2 separate regions of the Rattus norvegicus genome follow, and region 1 is linked to region 2. A link is a contact called in public HiChIP or PLAC-seq data. All regions are on one chromosome and are shown on one strand. Each heading gives the region's core, a stretch centred on a gene start, on an enhancer-like site or on the middle of the called end of the contact. The rest is flanking DNA. Distances are from core to core; before and after follow the strand shown. Region 1 overlaps Abhd2 (abhydrolase domain containing 2, acylglycerol lipase). Region 2 holds the start of Mfge8 (milk fat globule EGF and factor V/VIII domain containing).

Region 1 (4,291 bases), core at 1,770-4,269, 220 kb after region 2:
GGCACCAGGAGCCTGGGCATCTTTTAACGCACCTTGCAGCTTGAGCCTCGGTCCTGAAGATTGCTGCAGGGCCTGAGAAAACTCTGCCTTGAGTTCTCCTTCTTCTCTTTGGTGTGTGATTCCTCCATCCTCTGGGCCTTCCCTCCCTTGCAGTTAACTATCCAGAATCTGCATTTCAGCAAAATATCCTGAGTAATCCAGGCACACAGAGTTGGGTAGCGTGGCCAGTCAGATGGGGCATTTCAGCATCACCGACAAGGTGTTGGTTCCCTTCTTCTCAGCCCGAAGATTTTAACTTAATCAGTCATTTGGGGGTCAGCATGCAGCTCAGGTTTATAGAGCTTAAGTGTGTGTTCTAAGGATCTCTGAAGCTGACACCCATTCTATGAACTGGGTTCTATTTCCTTATGTTGGCAGTGCTGTAGACTGAACTCTGGGGGTTTTCACATGCTGGGCACTGTTCTACGGTTGAGCTGTGCCCCCAACCCTTTTGCCCATTCTACACCAAACTTGTGAGTTCCTGCTGACTTGCCTGCCCACTTGAGAAAGACGGCACAATACACGGGGGCTGGATACCCACTTAGGTACCTCTGAGGAATGCTCAGGCCTCCAGCTTGGAGTTAATAGGATGTTGTAATTCTGCTGCCTTTCCCCCTACAGAGAAACGGGAAAATGTCATGTTTGTGCTGCCTCTGCATGGGGGCCACCTGGGCTTCTTCGAGGGCTCCGTGCTGTTCCCAGAGCCGCTGACATGGATGGATAAGCTGGTGGTGGAGTACGCCAATGCCATTTGCCAATGGGAAAGGAATAAGTCCCAGTGCTCAGACACGGAGCAGATGGAGGCCGAGTTAGAATGAGGCCTCCGGACTCTGGCGTGCTCCAGCGGCCCTCCTCTGGAACCCACGCTTTGACGGCTGTTTCAGGTCTCTCAGTGACCTGGATCTGACCTCATACCATCAGTGGGGGGTTACCCATCATGCAACCTGTCTAAAGTAGGCGGCTCTCCCTGGGAGCTCCAGGCTATTTTTGTGCTTAGTTACGGGTTTTCTCCATTGCATTGTTAGCCATGGTGACAAGCTACAAGATTCTCACCCTTCTGTCCAGTTTCAGTGTCTGATTGCTTTCACAGCCAGTAACATCTAGTTTTCCTACTAAGGAGCTAGTCTGAACTACAGTTTTGCTTTGCCAGTCAAAGGCCTTTCCCTGAGAACAGTGAAGGATGTACGTCACTTTGTGATGGTTGTAGGCGCCCTACCAGAGTCCCCACCAAGAAGTCATATCTCTAGTGCTGAAGACATCACTCAGCTTGGGAGTCCGAGGACCTGGGGCTTCCTGGGCCTGAACTTTGCCTGTGAAGCAAAGGAAGTTCTCTGATCAAAAGCCAAGTTTTCCTTCCCACTGTCTCCCAAGACACCTCTGTCTTCGTCTTGCTGCCGCTGAGAGTTGCATGGGGCACTTGTCTAAAAATTCAGCCTCCCAGATCCCTCCCCTTAGAGAGGCTGACTCAGTGGATTCGGGAAGGGCTCTGGGGATTTTAATTTTTGACAAGTGCCCCAGGGAATTCTCATCATCCAGCAAACTGAGGGAAACACCATACTCCTACGCCTTTAAGTTAGAAAGATCTCGGTGGCTCCTTTAATTGCCACTCATAAGCCACAGTGTCTCTTTGCTCCCAGAGACCTCCAAAGCAGCCTATTGTATGGCTGCCCTTGTGTTGTGATCTCCCTAAAGGGGAGAAGACTGGAGCTGAGCCCTGGCTCTGCTTCTCCCGGCTGTATGACCCTGGCTAAGTCCCTTCGGACTTGACTCTCTTCCCCTAGTAAGTGGGGGATTGGACCAGGTAGATTGCTGCGATGACCACCAGTTCATCCTTCCAGGGACGCCTGGGCTCCACCTCCAGGCTGAGCATGTAAATGCCATTCACTGCATTTCCCCCTCCCCATTTCATAGAGAGAGATTTGAGAGTCTTAATCAGTCTCTTGTAATTTTTAGTTTTTCATCCCAGTTCTACCCAAGATCTAACTGATACCAAACAACCCAAAATTTGGATGTGAGTTTGAAGAAGTGTATTTCCGGCTAAGAGAAAGGGGGTGTTCTTTTGAAGTTGGTTTATACTTAAATAGACTCTGTGTGTTGTCTGTTGGGTAAATCTTTCTAAAAATGTCTTCTCAAGCAGACTTCTTACCCTAGGGTTCAAGTGCCCTTCTGGAACCCTGTGGTACTTGAGTCCCTAAGAACCTGCACTTTGGAAAGTCCATTGCTCTGGGGAATTGAATCCGACTATGGGCGAATGGCCTGGACGCATCACTGTTTGTTCTGCTTCGTCTCCATTGGCACCAGGACAGACTGAGATGTAGGTGTGGGTTTGTGTGGCTGCTAAAGGAACCAGCTGAACACCTCGGGGCTGGGGTGGAATAGAGCATGGGCAGTGGCCCGAGAGACTGATAGGAAGCCTGTACATGGAGCATTGTTTTCTGACAATCACTAGATCACCCCAGTCATCAGTAGTCATTCTCTCCGGACACTGAGATCTCTGTGGCCTCCTGTCTGCTCTTTGCTGTCATTTCTCAAACCCACCAAATCCTGTCACTGTGCCCCTCTAATGGTGGCCATTTCTCTGTTGCATTTCTCTTAGCACAGATTGGCACTTTATCATTCATCCCTCAATTTGGAAGCGAATCCTCCTCTGTCGATTTTCCCTCCACCCTACCACAGCTATACTCTAGAAGACTCACACATAGTTCCTGCTTACTGCCTTCATCCCTGAAGACTTGTAATGAGAGGAATAAGGCCATAGAGCTGAGTCACTGTGCCCGGAAGTAAGGGGCTCCCTCCGCTTGCCCGAGGTCATCTCTTCCCAAGTCCTGGCAAAGCACTGGCTTGGGTGCCACCTGCTTCAGAGAAAGTCAGCCCTGTAGTCACTTTAGGAGCAGGTGGGAGGCTGTCCTGGGAGCCTGGTCCGTGCATAGCCCTGGAGGCCTGCTGGGGAGAGCCAGTGCTGCCACACTCCTGGAGACCCAGCCCTGGGACTGGGGGAAGGGACTTGTGCCAGCTGAAGCCTCCTTCAGTGCGTCACTCTGAATGGCACTGGCGTTCCATTTTGCTTCACATGAAATCAACTGAAGCTCTTTATTCAAGCTTTGGGCTCTCAGACATGGAAATGAGACCGTGACCATGGCAGTCGGACAGGGAAATTCTTGTTTGACCCAGATTGAGAGGACAGAGGCATGGCTGTGGAGGTGCCAGCTTGACTAATGAATGAGGAAACAGCCCTCTATGTAGGTCAGCCACTTTCCTTCCTCTGGGCTTCCTTGTTTTCTTCCCAAAGTCATCCATTCCTGATAATGATGTGACCTGTCTGCTGGCTACCAAGTACTTACTTGGACCAAAGGCTGAATTTTTAGAGAGCATTTATTCTGTTTTTTAAATCAAGGTATAAATTACATAGATGTAGACAGTTCTATGGCAGGAATAACATTAAGACTCAAGTGGGGAGTGCACCTATATTACTCCAGTTATATTCCCAACTTCGCAAATAATTGGAAAACATGAACTTCAGTCAAATTAGGATTACCTAGCTTGGAAAAAAATCTCAAAACTGCACAGCTAGCAGGGAGGCTTGCAGACTGAAAACCCGTCCTTTCCTGCCAGAGCCGAGTGGAGGTGGAAAGCCTGTCAGTGTGTTCCTCTCGTTTCTGTGACATCGTATACTCACAGAACCGTAGGATCTACTGTCTTCCTTTATTCACGTGGTGTTACAGAGCCAGGGTCAGGAGACCCAGTTTCTCATCCCCGCTGACTCTGACTCAGGTCACTTCGCCTCTCTGAACCCGTTACCTCATTCTACATCGTCTCTAAGGCTGTCTCACCCTCTTGTGAATCATTCCCTCTGTCATCTCTAAGTGTATCTGAGGCTGACGTAGAAGGGGCGAATCCCAACCCCTAAGTTCATTTTGAGAGAGAAGGAGCGTGTGCATTCAGCCTCTCCGAGTTAGGACCCGAGACAGCATCCAGGGCCCTGTCTTTGACCTCTCTTCCTAGTCTTCACTGTTATGACCGTTTCCTTGCTATTCTGAGGGTAGTCCTGTGACTGGAGCAGAGAAGGGCCACCAGTCATGAGGAGAGCATCTCCAGCCTTCATTGTGACCAGGCAAAGTGTGGATGGTTGCCAAGACAGAAGTCCCTCCTGTGCAGGCTGTTTCTGAACTCAGCTGAAGCTTCTGAGTAGCGGAGCTTATCTGGCTGCATCCGGATAAGAGCTCTCTTTGTAAGCGACTGACTTGAGATAGAG
Region 2 (4,691 bases), core at 2,082-4,581:
AGGACAGAACACAGTAAAAAGCAACACAGGACCCAGCCAAGACCCATCCAAATCAGCCTCTTCCCTACCGCCATCATCCTGGACCCAAGAGGGTCTCTGAAAGGATCAATTTGCCCACATACTAAAATCGCTGGCTTTTCCAAGTGGCTGAGAGTTTCTACTGGAACAAGGGCTACCCACGTGGGAAGAGACAGGGGAGCAGGTCATTGGGCACAGGTACCTTTCTCAGTCTCGTTGCACACAAGGCCTGTGAAGCCTTCAGGGCAGAGGCAGTAGATGTCATTGTCTTGGCCCATCAAGCAGGTCCCACCATTCAGGCACAGGCTGGAGTCACAGAAGTCACCTGCAACAGCAGGCCAAACACAGTCATTTGGTAAGCACTTAAGAGTCCGGCTACCACGTGCACACGCTGGACTCCTAAAGTTAGCTGTCATCCTATGCTTAAGAAGCCGGTGAGACTAGGGATATGGCTCAATGATAGCACTTGTCTGGCGTGAGCAGATGCCTAGGCACCTGTACTCAGATGCACTTGCCTGCACAGAGACATATATACATAATTTGTAAAAAAGTGAAACAAATCTTTAAATCTATAGGTGCAGCTAGAGGAATGGCTCAGAGATTAAGAGCACTTACTGCTCTGACAGAGAAGCCTGGTTTGGTTCTCAGCACCTACATGGTGTTTTACAACCACCTAGAACTTCTGTTTCAGAGGGTCTACGGTCCTCTTCTGACCTCTGAGGGTCCTGCATGCCCGCAGTGCCAATTATAATACACTCGGGCTCATACACATACATAGACAAGAAAGCAAACACTTTTTTTTTTTAAGTCAGAATGAAAAAGATGACAAGGAACAGGAAAATAATAGTCTAGAGAGAAGCAGACACGCTGAGGGCGTGGCAAGTTGGAGAACGGTTCAGATGTGACTGGACTCGGACCGGAAGAAGAGGGACCTTAAGAACGACAAGTTCAGATTTTGCATGCCACAGTCTGTCAACGGCTTTTTAATCTTCCTTAAGTCTCCCCAGCATTGGCTGACAAGTCTCAGACACCCCACCACTCTGTGTGTGTGTGTGTGTCTGTCTGTCTGTCTCCATGTGTATGTGTCTGTCTGTCTGTCTCTGTGTATATGTGTCTGCCTGTCTGTCTGTCTCTCTGTGTCTGTCTCTGTGTGTGTGTCTGTCTGTCTGTCTCCCTCTCCCTTTCTCTCTCCATCTCCCTCTCCCTCTCTGAAGCCAGATTGAAGTTTGAAAGGAGGAAAGCTAAAAACCCCAGGACAAGGCTGACAAGCTAAGAAGTGCAGGTCTGGTGGCAGCAGACCCAGCTCACAGGCTGAATGACACATTAGGACAAAGGGAACATGAGCAGGTGAATTCGAGAGGCTTCGTAGAACAGGAACTGAAGAGGTGGAGGAAAGCTGGAGAGATCCCGGGAGCTTTGGGAGCACCTTGAGTGACGGATGTGCACCGTCAACCAGAACGGAGAACAGAGGAAGAGAGGTGGGGTAAGCTGGGGCTGAGTTCACCTGGCCTGTGAACTGACGGACTATGCAGCTCAGCCAAGCGCTGGCAAACCCCGCCCCATCTCCATGTCCAAACAGGGACTAGAAGACCCTGTCTCAGAAGCTTACCCTACTCCCATCTATCTCTGGTACCCTGACACTGGCACCAATCACTGAACAGCAGCTCCCCTTTGTCCTACTAGACTCCACCCCAAACTCGGCACTGGAATCAAACCTCAGAGATCTCTTCTCCTCCCCACAGCTGCCCACCCAAAGCACAAGGGCCCTCCTCAAAGCTCAAGGCCCCAGGGAGCTCAGACTCCCAAGCTGCAGGCAGGCAACACCATTAATGAGCACCAGCCCACACAGCTCCCTCGGCAAGGGCCTGGGGATCCTAAGGCGCTGTGGCAGAACTATTAGTCACTTGCTTTAAATAGCAGGTTAATCCCCTCTGACCTGGAAGGGCACAGACACAGCCTCACATGGAGACTCTGGATCCGCCAAGGCCTAGGCACCCCATACCAACAAGGGCCCAGCTTCTAGCCTTCCCTACAGCTGCACCTGGAACCAAACCAAGGGTCCAGAGAGGAAATCAGAAAGTGGAAGGTGGCCAGCAGCAGCGTTGGGACTGAGGCTGGCCACCTGCATATGAGACCCGGAGAGGCCAGCTCCTCTATAAATCCTATGGGACTTCAGGGTCCTGCTCTGGGAAGTGTCTCCAAGAACATTTGGCAATGTTGTGGAGAAGGCAAAGATAAGGGGTAAAAAGGATCAGAGGAGACCCCAGGCATCTTTCCAGCTGAGTGAACAGACTAGCAGTTCCCAGTTCGTGAAAGCTTGGAGCACCCAATGCCTTCAGCTCCAATCCCGAGGTCAGATCCTGTGCTAGGCCGACAGAGCTGAGCCTAGCTGTGATCGCTCCTGCCTGTGATCTCGCCAGTCCCATTTCTATGAGAAACGATGTCGAGGCTGCTTGAGCCGCTCACCGGCCCCACGTGGGCACTGCTTTTTCATGATGAACTCTCCACAAGCATCCCGCAAGAGGCCCAGACTTCTACCGGGGACCTCAGAGCGGAGGAGGAGGGCTAGGGGAGATAAAGCAGCCGGCCAAGGCCAGCCGGGGGCAGGAATCCCTTTTCTAAGTTCCAGACCCGCCCCACCTATAGTCAGTCTCTCGCACGGGCCCCTCAGTCCTTTCTTCCCTTATCTGATCAAACACCAACAAGTGGGGCACAGAAGTTCATTGGATTTTCTAGCCAGGTGGGTTCAGAAGAGAGTTTCTGGTTAAGTTAACTGGAGATGTACCCTCACAAGAGTACTATATTCTCCCAAATTGTTAGGATTGGAAAGCAGACACAGTTCGGTGGCCTCATTTTACAGACGCGGTAAAAAGAGGCAGGACGCAGCGGATTCCTTTGTTATGTGTAAGTCACATCCCCGGGGGAGGCTGGGCTGTCACCGGGTGTCCAGGGTCACCGCTCGGTGCAAAAGCTAGGATCACAGCCTCAAGGCCCCAGGGCAGAGCACGCAGAAGCACGTTCGCCTCTCCTACCCGGATGCAGCCCCTGAGCGTCCCCCTCCAGGCTTTGCTCAAGTTTGTCAACAGTAAAGATAGAGGGAGGGCCCCGCTGAGAACTTCCGAGCGGCGGGCAGAAGAGGGGCGAGGCCAGAGGGACTCACCGGACGCAGCGAAGAGGCCGGAGGCGCAGAGCAGCACACCGCACAGCGCGGCCAGCACACGGGAGAACTGCATGCTGCGGGACGCGGGAAATGGTCCACAAGCTCCGATGCTGGGACCGGAGAGTTCCTGCGTCCGCTCCTCTCACAGGGGAATAAATCAGGCGCTCAGCTCCGCCCACTGGCCCCAGGGCTCCGCCCCGGACAGCCCCGGGAGGACTCTGGGCGGAGCTCCGAGACCACAGTGGGAAGAGGGAGGGCTGAAGGGGGGTGGGGGGGTCCAGTGCCTCAGCCTCCCGGTGAGCCACGCCCTTCACCCCCCGCTGCCAGTCCTCAGCCTGAGGCCAAGTCCCGCTTCCTGAATGGACTGGACCGGAGAAAATTGCTCTGGAGGAAATTTTAAAAGGGAGCTCGATGATGGAGTGCTTCCCTAAGCATGCTGGAGACCCTGGATTCGATCCCCAACCCAGCAAAGATAAGTCGATAAAATAAAATAATCCAGGAGCGGTGGTGGCTCATGCTTGTAGTGCCAAGTCTTAGAAAGCTGGATCAGGAGGATTAGACAGCAGTTCCAGATCAGATCCCCAGTGTGTGCTCCATCCATAATGAGTTCCGATTAGTCTGGGCTACAGAATGGGACCCTCTTTCCTAAATGTGTTTGTTTATTGATTATTTGTTGTTTAGTTAATTAAAAATAACTGTTTAGACTTAAAATGCTAATTCTTATTGTAATGAGAGAATAGCAAATTCAGGCTACAATGAGTCCTGTGTTTCCTTTATCAGATTGGCAAGTGTCCGGCTGTTAACAGCAGAGGCTGTGGAGCAACAGGCCGAGGCATGCGGACCTTGGACAGAGTATGAGCCAGCTCAGCCTCTTTCTTGGGAAATAGTTTTCAAAAAGACAAAGACCAACACCTTAAGACCTAGCAGTTGTGCTCAGAGATGCACACTCATTTCATCAGACAGACATTGTGCAAAAAACGACACTACACGATGACATCATAATGCCTTTAGAAACGATGAAAAGACCAAAAAAGAAAAAAAAATTGTCAAACTTGTGTAAAAGTTCCAAATAGGAAATACTTTAGGATTTTGGCCAGCGTGGTGGTTCAAGCCTACAATCCCAGCACTCTGGAGGCAGAGACGAGAAAATTATAGAAAGTCCAAGGCTATCTTGGACAACACAGTGAGTCCTGGGCTATCCTGACCACCAGAGTGAGACTCTACTTCAAACAAACAAACAAACAAACAAATAATAGAAATAAAAATCTGGCTAAGCAGATGGCTCAGTGGGTAGAGCACTTACTGAGCAAGTGTGGTGACCTCAGTTCAATCCCCACAAATCCTTTGGGAAAGCAGAGCCCAAGTCCACAAAGCTGACCTCTGACCACCACACCCCCCCCAGTGTGCCAACACACATACACACTAATGGCGATGATGATGATGAGGAGGAGGAGGAGGAGGAGGAGGAGGAGGATATTATGATAAAGTCATTTAAAAGTTTCTGACCTATAAT

Evidence for each region. HiChIP or PLAC-seq counts read pairs in DNA pulled down with a chosen protein or histone mark.
Region 1: an H3K27ac HiChIP or PLAC-seq map of oligodendrocytes shows a contact between it and region 2, with 8 times the contacts expected there. The contact joins the enhancer-like site here to the promoter of Mfge8 in region 2. A contact is called at or near these places in 1 of 12 Hi-C or Micro-C datasets (liver) and 1 of 1 datasets of contacts at active chromatin or transcription factors (oligodendrocytes).

What each region holds. Positions count from the first base shown.
Region 1 is chr1:142,706,517-142,710,807 of GRCr8, forward strand. It overlaps Abhd2 (abhydrolase domain containing 2, acylglycerol lipase), which reads left to right. Exons shown (of 11, transcript NM_001106275.1): 11 at 661-1,376. The coding sequence ends at 857. Among named protein-coding and RNA genes, the nearest start is that of Rlbp1, 23 kb to the right of the region's middle. Within about 2 kb of position 3,020, at least 45 of the 93 cell types and tissues checked have an H3K27ac peak or open chromatin away from gene starts, as enhancers often do.
Region 2 is chr1:142,486,100-142,490,790 of GRCr8, forward strand. Mfge8 (milk fat globule EGF and factor V/VIII domain containing) reads right to left here and starts at 3,332. Exons shown (of 9, transcript NM_012811.3): 1 at 3,179-3,332; 2 at 221-343. The coding sequence starts at 3,251.